Linked DNA regions of Callithrix jacchus: region 1 is linked to region 2. A link is a contact called in public Hi-C data. All regions are on one chromosome and are shown on one strand. The core of a region is the stretch at or near the end of the contact, and the rest is flanking DNA. Distances in the headings are between cores, read along the strand shown.

Region 1 (4,681 bases), core at 1,548-4,047, 57 kb before region 2:
TCCAGCCTCAGAACCCCCAGACCCCAGGAAATGGAAGGGAGGGGAGAGTGGAGCTCCCACGGCAAGTCTGTTGGCCCTCTGACCATCAACATTTTTTCCCTTAGCCTTGTTAACGTTCCCACTTAAACCAAGGTTGCTCACATCCCTGCTGTGCAGGAAACTGTCTTAAGTGCTAGATGGGGAAAGGGAACACAGGGCCCCTGACTTCAAGCAGCTTACTGCCTTGTCCTCATGCTTAACTCCCAGCAGAACACCTTTGCTGTGAGTCCCATGGCACTGGGTTTGGGAACACCCAGGCAAATCTTAATCCTGCTACCCCAATGTGTCATCTCAGGGGTGGAGACCATGCCCATTTTTCACCCATCCTGAGGAAAGGCATGGCTCTGGACAATCTGGCCCCCTCTGAAGCTCCTTCCCTGGCCTCAGCTGAGAGCCTGCACTCTTGAGATGCCAGGGCTGGAGAGGAACCACATCTGCAACCGCTCAGCTGTAGGTGGCTGGAGAAGGGTCAGAGAATTGGTACAGGAGCAGGGGCACAGAGCGGTTAGAGATTCCCAACTTGCAAAGTCCCCTACCCTGATGCTGGAGTCCTGGAGGGAGAGCAGGGCCCAGGATCTCCCATGAGCATATTTCAAGAATTGAATGATTAGGCTGAGCAGGGATGTGGGGCAGGGACTGGCAGGAGAGGGTCAATGCCCTCCTTTTGCTTGTCCCCCATCCCTAGTCCCCCTTCTTTCCAGCCAGGAATTACACAAAGCCAAGAAACCAAATACTTGGACTAAAAAGGCCTGCTGGGTACACTTTACCACCTAAACAGCAAAGTTCCAAGGACTGGAACTTTTTAGAAAAATCTCCAGTACCCCACTGGCCTGAAGGAGAGAGAGAGAAGGAAGGTCCGGGGGAGAGAGAACATGCTGTGGTCTCTGCCTGCCACCCTGCCTCTGCGGAGGTCCCTGCTGGGCTCTCCAGCACAAGCACAACCTTGATGGTGTGTGTGCATCCAGGGGATGACAGTCAGGTGTGGGTCTTGGTACAGGCGTGCCTGTATGTGTTTCCTGGTGGTAGTTAAGGATCCAGATACCTATTTGTCTTAGGAGTCATCTGCCTATTCATGTGTTTAGTTGTGTGTGCCTCTGTGTTTGCTTTTTTTAGGCATACATCTTGGGTATGTGGGTGTCTCTGGAGTGTGGTGCCTATTTGTAGGTGTGATGTTTCTGGGAGAGTCCTTTTGCACCTGTGTGTCTTTGTTGTATGTTTTCGTGTGTGTACCTTTGCAGGTGTGTATGGGTGTGTGTGTGTGTGTATGTTTGCAGTGTGTAAGGGTGGAGCTGTTTGGGTGTGCTGAGCTGTTGACTCTCTCATCCATTGCCCTTGCCTGGGCTGTTGGAGGCCAAGCTAAACAACCTACCTTTGCCCACAGCAGCCTTTCTCAATGGACTGAAGTCCTTCTCCAGGGAGTCCCAGTCCCCACCCATTGCCACCCTCCTGATGCTGGGTGCCCAGTCAGAGAGCGTTGGGGAGATGGACTGACTGCATGCACGACCTCCCCCAGATGCTCCAGACCCCAGCTTGTGAGAGGAGTGTGTGTGGAGAGGGTGCTGGGTACTCCTGCCTTTACCTCACTTCTGGGGAAATACCTGGGACAGGCCCCTTCACACAGCCCAATCCAGACCCAGGGAAGGTGTTCTAGTGAGGCTCTCCCATTCAGAGGGTTTCCTTCCAAACTCATCTCCCTGTCCCCTTTGCTTAGTCACTCATTCACTCAAAGCACTGTGATCTCGGGCAGGTGGCTTTACAGCTCTGTGCCTCAGGTCCCTCATCTGTCAAATGGGATGTAAATGGTGTTTACTTCAGAGGGTTGTGAGAATTAATTGAGATCCGCTCATTCTGACCTCTCTGGGTTTCAATCCCAAGAACTACCCATCCTTCAAACCTCACCTGTCCCCACGTATTCCTTGGCCCACCCTTGGATGGTGGGCCACCCCCGGATCAGACTGGCTGGGAGGGGAGAGTCTTTGAAAGAGAGATTATTGACACTTGCTCTGCAGTTTTCACATGATTTTAAAAATTTAATTATATGCCCCCTTGTGAAATAGTTATTCTTTCCCTCCATTTTACAGATGATGGTGAAGGGAGCATCAGAATGGTTAAGTAACTTGTTCAAGGTCACACCGTAATTAAGGGGCAGAGTCCCAAGTTTACACTGAGTCAAAAATGGCTGTCTCGTAGGAGGCTGCTTTACAGCAACCCAGGATCAGAGTGCGGGAGGGGTTCTCAGGGGTCTGGTTAACAGTTTTGCCGGAGATCATACAGACAAGTATGATCAGGTCAGCCAGGATGATCCTAACCTATGCCCAGCTTCATATCGCTGTAAGCCCCCGCGTAACCATGACTTGAATGTTTTCATTTGGGGAGCCTTTTTTGGAAAGACCCCCACTTGTGGAAGGCAGAGCGCATACTACAGACAGGGAAGCCGAAAGTGAGAGTCCTACGTTCAGTCAGAGTAGAAAGCTGACTTGGCCAAGCCAAACGAAGGAGCAGAGGCACATTTCCTTCATTTGGGAGAGCGAAAATTGGGCCGACTCCACATCCAGCGGTTCTTCAGCGGCCGGGTTTTTCAAAGCGCTGGGCCCAGCGTCTCGCGAGGACCCTCCCCAGGAGTACCCCCCCACCCGCTCCGCCCCGCCCAGATGGCCGTCGCATCCCCCCTCAAGGTCTCCCTACCGGCTCCGCCCTCGGCCGCCCAGGCCCCGCCCCGGCCGCACTGTCCCACTCTGCTGGCGAACTCACTCCGGCGAGCGAGCGGCGGCGCTCGGCCTTGTGGCAGGCGGCTGGGGCCGGCGAGGGCGCCGAAGCCGCGGGCGGCGGCGGGGCTCGGAGAGGCGAGCGCAGGGGCTGGCAAGGCACGGCGCCGCCGCTGCGAGCGCCACTGAGCGGTCGCGCAACTTCGGAGCCTGAGCGCCGGAGCCAGGCGAGCGCTCGGAGACCCGGAGCCGGAGGGGCGCGCCCGAGCCTGGCTCGAGAGCCGGCGCCAGGCACCCGTCGCACCCCGAGTGCCAGGCGGCCCTCCGCGCAGCGTGGCTGCCGCTGCCCCCACGGAAGGCACGGGCTGGCGCGGCCGGGCGCCGGGGAGGACGGCGAGGAGGAGGCGGCGGCGGCGGAGGCGGCGGCGGCGAGGCTGGGGCCAGGGAGACAGCCCTGGGGGAGAGGCGCCCGAACCGGGCCACGGGAGCATGTGGGCTCGGAGCGGAGCTCGGGGCGTGCTGCTGCTGGCACTGCTGCTCTGCTGGGACGCGAGGCTGAGCCAAGCAGGTAAGAAGCGATCGGGCCTGGGGGTGCGGGGCTAGGGGACCTTTGCGCCTTTCTCTACCCTGAAGTTGAGGTGGTCTTTCGTCGCACCGATGCGCGCAGGGAAAGCGGCAAGGGCGCCCAAGTTAGAATGTAGATTTTACTGCCTCCCAAAGTGGGCGATGGCGCATCCGCATCGCAGGAGGGGGGCGCATGGAAGGGGTTCACAGGAAGCTGAAATCTCCCTGCTTGCTCCTCGAAGGGATCCCTTCTTCTCCTTGGAAGGGGTGTCGGAGTCAGGGTCTGAGTCTCCGGGAGGATCCGCCTCTTGGGTACCCCCCGGCTCCCCGCGCGCCTGGCGTCTGCGCGGAAAAAGAACTGTGGCTACATAAGCAAGGTGTGCGCTCGCTGCCGTACGCCGGTAACTTCCTAGTCTGGTCCCCGCTAGCCTAGGCTCTTACGCGCTACAGGGACAGGAATCTGCAGACCAGAGGGAGAGAGGGAAAGACCTGCGGAGCGCCAGAAGCGCTCCGGCAGCCGAGGGAGGCCGGCTTCCAGGGCTCCTGAAGCGGAGAGGGCTAAGTCCTGCACACACAGCTTGCACGAGATCGCGGGGCCCGCAGGTCTGGAAGGATTGGTTTTTTCCCCCCTGAGTGTTGGGGTGTGTGTGTGTGTGTGTGTGTGTGTGTGTGTGTTGGATGCGGGCGGGAGTTCTTAGCGATTCTGCCGAGTTTTCTTTTAAATGGGTCACTGACATTCTCGCTGGCCGGGGAACAGACTAGGTGCGCTCTCGGTAGAGCGACCGCTCCGGACCCACCAAGATGACTTCTGCGGACTGGTGGGCTCCTGAAATAAAGTCCCTAACCCGCCTCTCTCACTGTGGATGGATATGTTTCTCGCTCGTCCTGTAGCTGGACCGGGCGGGCGTCACTGGCAGGGCTGCATCTCCCTCGGGAGCCTGTGGACTGACTGGAGCCAGCCTCTGGTACCCGAACCCCAGCAGGTGGGCTGGCCACGGCCACTGGACACCTTGGCTCCGGAGCCACGTGGGAAAGGGGCCTCCTGCGCGGAGTCCTCTCTGAGTTGAGGCTGGGAATGAAGCAGGAAAACTGGAGCAGAAAGTGGACGAGTTGACGTAGCCCTCCCCCATCCTACCTCCTGCTGCGATGTTGCCATCCGCCCTTCCCCCACGTAGCCAAAGATTCCTCGCCCGGGAATTAACTATTCCCACGACCAGGAGTGAAGGCTTGGCTTTAGCACATTCTCCACTTTTTTTGGGGGGGGGGGGTAGGGGAGGGGAGTGCAAGTCCTGTGCAAGTCCTGAGTTACAACACTCAATCATTTGATCCAAGTTAATTATGATTTGGGCAGACTCTGGTATTTAAAGCAGTGT
Region 2 (4,652 bases), core at 603-3,102:
AATATTAAACAGAACATTCCAGAAATCAGCAATTCACTCGTTTTAAATCATATGGCATTCTGAGTAGCATGACGGAATTTCCCATCTCATTCCATCCTGCTCGGGATGTGAACCACCCCTTTGTCCAGGATGTCCACACTATATACACCACCCGGCCTTAGTCACTCGGCGGCTGTCTCTGTTATCAGATCGGAAAAAAAATAGTCTATCTAGAGCTTAGTACTATTCAAGTTCTCAGGCATCCACGGGGGTCTTGGAACATCCCTCACAGATACGGGGACTACTGTAATAGACATTAGCTAGTACATACGGTTGCCCAGCTGGCAAAATGTTTCTGACCCTCTGACCTTGGTGTTTTCAAAAGCACGGTTAGTGAGAGCAAGTAAAAGTGGTCCCATTTCTCAGAAAGGAAAATTGAGGCCCAGAGGGAAGTGGCTGCCCCACGGTTGTCTCATGAGTCACTGACAGTACCAACGAGTTTCAGCTCAAGAAATGCATGGGATTATAAGAGCCTGGAGATTGAAAAAAAAAAAATCCCTAGAGTCGTCCAGGTGGAAGTAGTTAAAGCCTGCTTCCTAGAAGGAGGGAACTGGTTCCTTGGCGGAGGAGAGAGCTACTGAAAAAGTTATGGATTGATTTTTGCACGGGTGGTCGGGGGGCCGGCCAACAGACCATTGCATGGCTGTGGGGGTGGGCTGGAGGCAGACCAAGTGCTGGTCTGTAAGTCTTAATGTCTGGATTCGTAACCTTGAAACTTTGCCGTGATTCCCCATGGTGGAACTGAAGCTTGGTGATTGCTCACTGAGCCTCACCACAGGTGTGGTCAAGAGGAGGCCCTCAGGAAGAGTTTGATGAATGAATGAATGAGTCCTTGCTCACCATCTGCCTCCCTCCAAGTGCACCTGCGCAGCTACATAGGCCTTCCCCTTGGCCAGTGCCACCTGTCTCCCCACATCTCACCAGCCGACAACGCAGCTGCTCACCCAAACCCAGAGCTGGGGTCTTTCCCAGCACTGGGACGGGAGAAGCAAACACAGGAGCCTTGGCCTGCGGGCCAGGTTGCCCACATTCCAGTCCTGGCTTTGCCTCCTAGCTGCTATGTGACAAGAGGCAAGTTACTACTCCTCTCAGGTCCCCAGAGTGTTCTGGGTCTCTGAGTCTACAAGGCCTGCCCTCCCTGGAGCCCATGGAACCTGAGCCCCAGTCCTGCCTTGGGGACGGAGGCTAGAGATGGCTGCCTTCCTCCCTCAGCCCTAGGAACTGAGAAAGAATCCAAGTGGCTTTAGATTCAGAAAGATCCAAGGGGAAGCCCCTACCCCGTTCCAAGGACCCCTTCTACTCACTCCCCACAGCCAGGCGCTCTCAGGGACTCTCTCTCCCTCTCCCCGTGGCACCATCTTTCCCTCTGTTCATCTCTCCCATTTGCCCTCCCCTTCTCATGCCCATTTCACAGATTGGCACAGGCCAGAGTCCAGCCACCCCTTTTCCTCTGTCCCTGCTATGACTTTCTTTATGCCAGTGTGATGCCAAGATAGGAGTGGCGCTGCAGCCACAGGCTGGTTGTTTGGTCTTGCACAAGCCATTGCTCCTCTCTGGCCTCAGGGTCCCCGGCTGGAGGGGAAGGGTTTGGACGTAGATTGGAGGGCCCCATAGCCCAGGGTCTGAGCTGCCTCCTGGTGGTGGTGCTGACAGCAGCAGGTGAGGATTGCAGCAATTTTTCCACTTGGAAATGTATTGGCAGCTGCCTCCCCTTTGCAAGGAAGGGTTGTTTGGTCCTAGAGCGTGGCACCGAGGGAGGCAGGGGAAATTTGTATGCCCTGGAGGCTCTAAGCACTGTCCTTCCTGTCTGGCCTAGTCTGGGCAGCCCCCGGGCCCAAGACTGTACCAAGCAACGAGTCGTGGGCTTTTCTGGGAGAAAGTGGCAGGACACTGGGCATCTTCCTGCCCAGAACCCAAACACACAGCCAGCTTGACAGCATTGCCAGGCCCACTCCCCGTGCCAGCTTTGCGTCCTTCAGCTCCTCTAGCAACCTGAAACGCATGGCAGGAGCAGGCAGGCCAGCTGGCCCTCACCCGTCTGACACGTGTGACCGTGCAGGGGTTGGGGGGTGGGGACAGAGAGAGATGCCCGGCATGTTCCGCCTGATTCCAAAGTCCTCAGTCGACAGCCTTTAAGGGAAAGCATAGGACACACAGCTGTACATGGTGAGACCAGATTTAAGTAACTAAATATCTGAGCATCTAAAAAAGTCAGAGAGGATCAATATCCAGTGTCACCCAGCTGGGGTGGGAATAGGGTAGCTTGCATTTTCATCTTTTCTTTTTCTAGATTGTTTACAATGAGGGTACTACCTTTGTAATGAGAATAGACCCCAAAATGTGTTTTCATTTTAAAAAAAAGGAGTTTAAAAAATGAAGCCCCCCCCCCGCCCCGCCCCACCTTTCTTGGGAGTCTGAGGCGCAGTTTCCCTTTGTGGCTCTGCTGCTTAGGTGCTGTGTGATCTGAAGCCAGACCACACCCTCTCTGGTCTCCATCCTCGAGGGCAGTGATTAGATGGTCTCTGAAGTTTCATCAGTCAGTGAAGTCCTGCAGCATGGAATTTCCCAAGGGATGAGCTCCTGTAGCCCAGGTCGGCCCTCCTACCTGCCCCCACTACCCAGACCCCCTCTGGCTGCTCCTTCCCCCCTCCACCTGCCACCCCAGTGTTTGTCCTGTGTCCCCAGTGGGCCAATCTATACCATAAACAAGATTCCCAGGCCCTCGAGGAACTTGCTTCCAGAAAGCAGACCTGTCTGGAAACAGCTAACAAACATACACAAAGAAGGTCATTCCAGAGAGGGGTAAGTCTGCCACGGGAAAAACAAAAAAAATGGCACTGGGGAGACAGCACGGGAAGGTGGAGGGTGGTGCATTTTCACTGGGTGGTCAGGGAAGGCCTCACTGGGGAGGTGGCATTTGAGCTGAGATCTCAATGACAAAGAATCAGCCCAGAGAATATGTGTGTATGGGCAGGGTGGGGAGCTGGGCGGGGGGTGGGGGAGGAGCTCCAAGAGAATGGACCAGCAACGGCACCAAGGCAGGAACAGGCAAGGCCTGTCCCAGGGAAACAGGCCTGCTAGGGTCTGGAGCACAGTGAAAGATGGGTGAGTTGGCCAGGCACAGTGGCTCACACCTGTAATCCCAGCACTTTGGGAGGCGGAGGCTGGCAGGCGGATCACCTGAGGTCAGGAGTTCGAGACCAGCCTGGCCAACATGGTGAAACCCCATCTCTACTGAAATACAAATATTAGCTGGGTGTGGTGGCAGGTGCCTGTAATCCCAGGTACTTTTGAGGCTGAGGCAGGAGAACCTGGGAGGCAGAGGATGCAGTGAGCTGAGACTGTGCCACTGCACTCCAGCCTGGGTGACAGAGTGAGATTGCCTCAAAAAAAAAAAAATAAAATAAAAAGAGAGAGAGAGAGAGAATGGTGAGTCTATGAAGTTGGAGGATTCTGGGTAGCTTGGGACCTTCTTCAGGGGCACAGAGGAGCCACAGGAGGCTGTGCACCACTAGAGGGCGTGGTTTCTCTCTTAGGAGATCACTCTGGAGTTAGGAAAGTAGATTTTAGGGGTGAAAGGAAAAGTAGGGAGTTGAGGGAGAGGAAGGGTCCAGGCGGGAAGACCTGGGCTTGGAGACCACAGTGAGTGGTTGCAGGGGCGGTCATTTGGTGCAAGGCACATCTTCCAGGTTCATCTCGCAGCGTCCAGGCCCCTCCAGCAGCACGGCTGGAAGTGGGGTGAGGAAAGGGAGCCACTAGGGACCCTCACCAGATGGGACTTGAACAACTGGGTGCTTGGTGGAGTCTAAGATTGCAACTCAAACTCACTCCATTCCAACGCTGGGTCGGGGAGAGGTGACCTATAAGATAGTGGGCCTGAGTCGCAGGTGGGGAGCCTTTCGTTACCTTAGGGGGACAGCAGCATTGACACAGGCAACTCTGAGAAAGGCACCGTGGGCCCAGCCTGGGTGGGGCTCTCAGGGTGTCCCCAGAGATAGCTGTGGATGTAACCTGGCTGGGGAATATGTGGGCCTTTTGGTGCAAGTGTGTGTGTCTAGGGGGGCCTGCCAACTGCCACTGGTCGGGGGGCCAGGCTGTCCCCAGGCCTCCCCCCAGATCTCTGTTTGGGAGAGGCAGGCCCACAGAGCAAGGGAAGACAAGTGCTGGAGTTAGGAAGCTGAGACCCTGTCCCTCCAGCAAGCTGGCGAGCTCCCAAGAGGACGGAATGATAGTTGCCTCTGCTGGGCACTTAGGGCCATTGTGAGTTTGGGTGGCTGTGACCTTGAACCCATCCTTTCACACCTCTGAGCCTCGTTTGGGCATCTGTAAAATGGAACGGCTTGGCAGGGTGGTTGTGTTGATGATGGTGATCACTGTCTTGTTGGAACACAGGGTTTTAGGTGCCAGCTGCTGGGAAGATGCTAATGGTCTGCAGAAGGATGGACGAAAGGGCTTTGCGCTCCTTGTCTGGGAAAAGAAGGGGAAACAGAATGTCCCCTCCTCAGGCCCCAGGCTTCTATCACAGTGACCCCATCAGACATGAAACTTGGAAAAGGAACCAAAAATTAGCCCCAGGCCTGAGCCAAAGGAACTCAAAGCCAGGGGAAGGGTCT

Evidence for each region. A called contact is a pair of places that touch in the nucleus more often than the background predicts.
Region 1: a Hi-C map of induced pluripotent stem cells shows a contact between it and region 2, with 2.5 times the contacts expected there. The contact joins the promoter of UNC5B here to the enhancer-like site in region 2. A contact is called at or near these places in 3 of 3 Hi-C or Micro-C datasets (induced pluripotent stem cells and skeletal muscle).

What each region holds. Positions count from the first base shown.
Region 1 is chr12:58,931,498-58,936,178 of calJac240_pri, reverse strand. It overlaps UNC5B (unc-5 netrin receptor B), which reads left to right and starts at 2,797. Exons shown (of 18, transcript XM_035268057.3): 1 at 2,797-3,312.
Region 2 is chr12:58,873,586-58,878,237 of calJac240_pri, reverse strand. The region is part of intron 1 of UNC5B (unc-5 netrin receptor B); the gene reads left to right. Among named protein-coding and RNA genes, the nearest start is that of SLC29A3, 50 kb to the right of the region's middle. Within about 2 kb of position 1,852, at least 5 of the 16 cell types and tissues checked have an H3K27ac peak or open chromatin away from gene starts, as enhancers often do.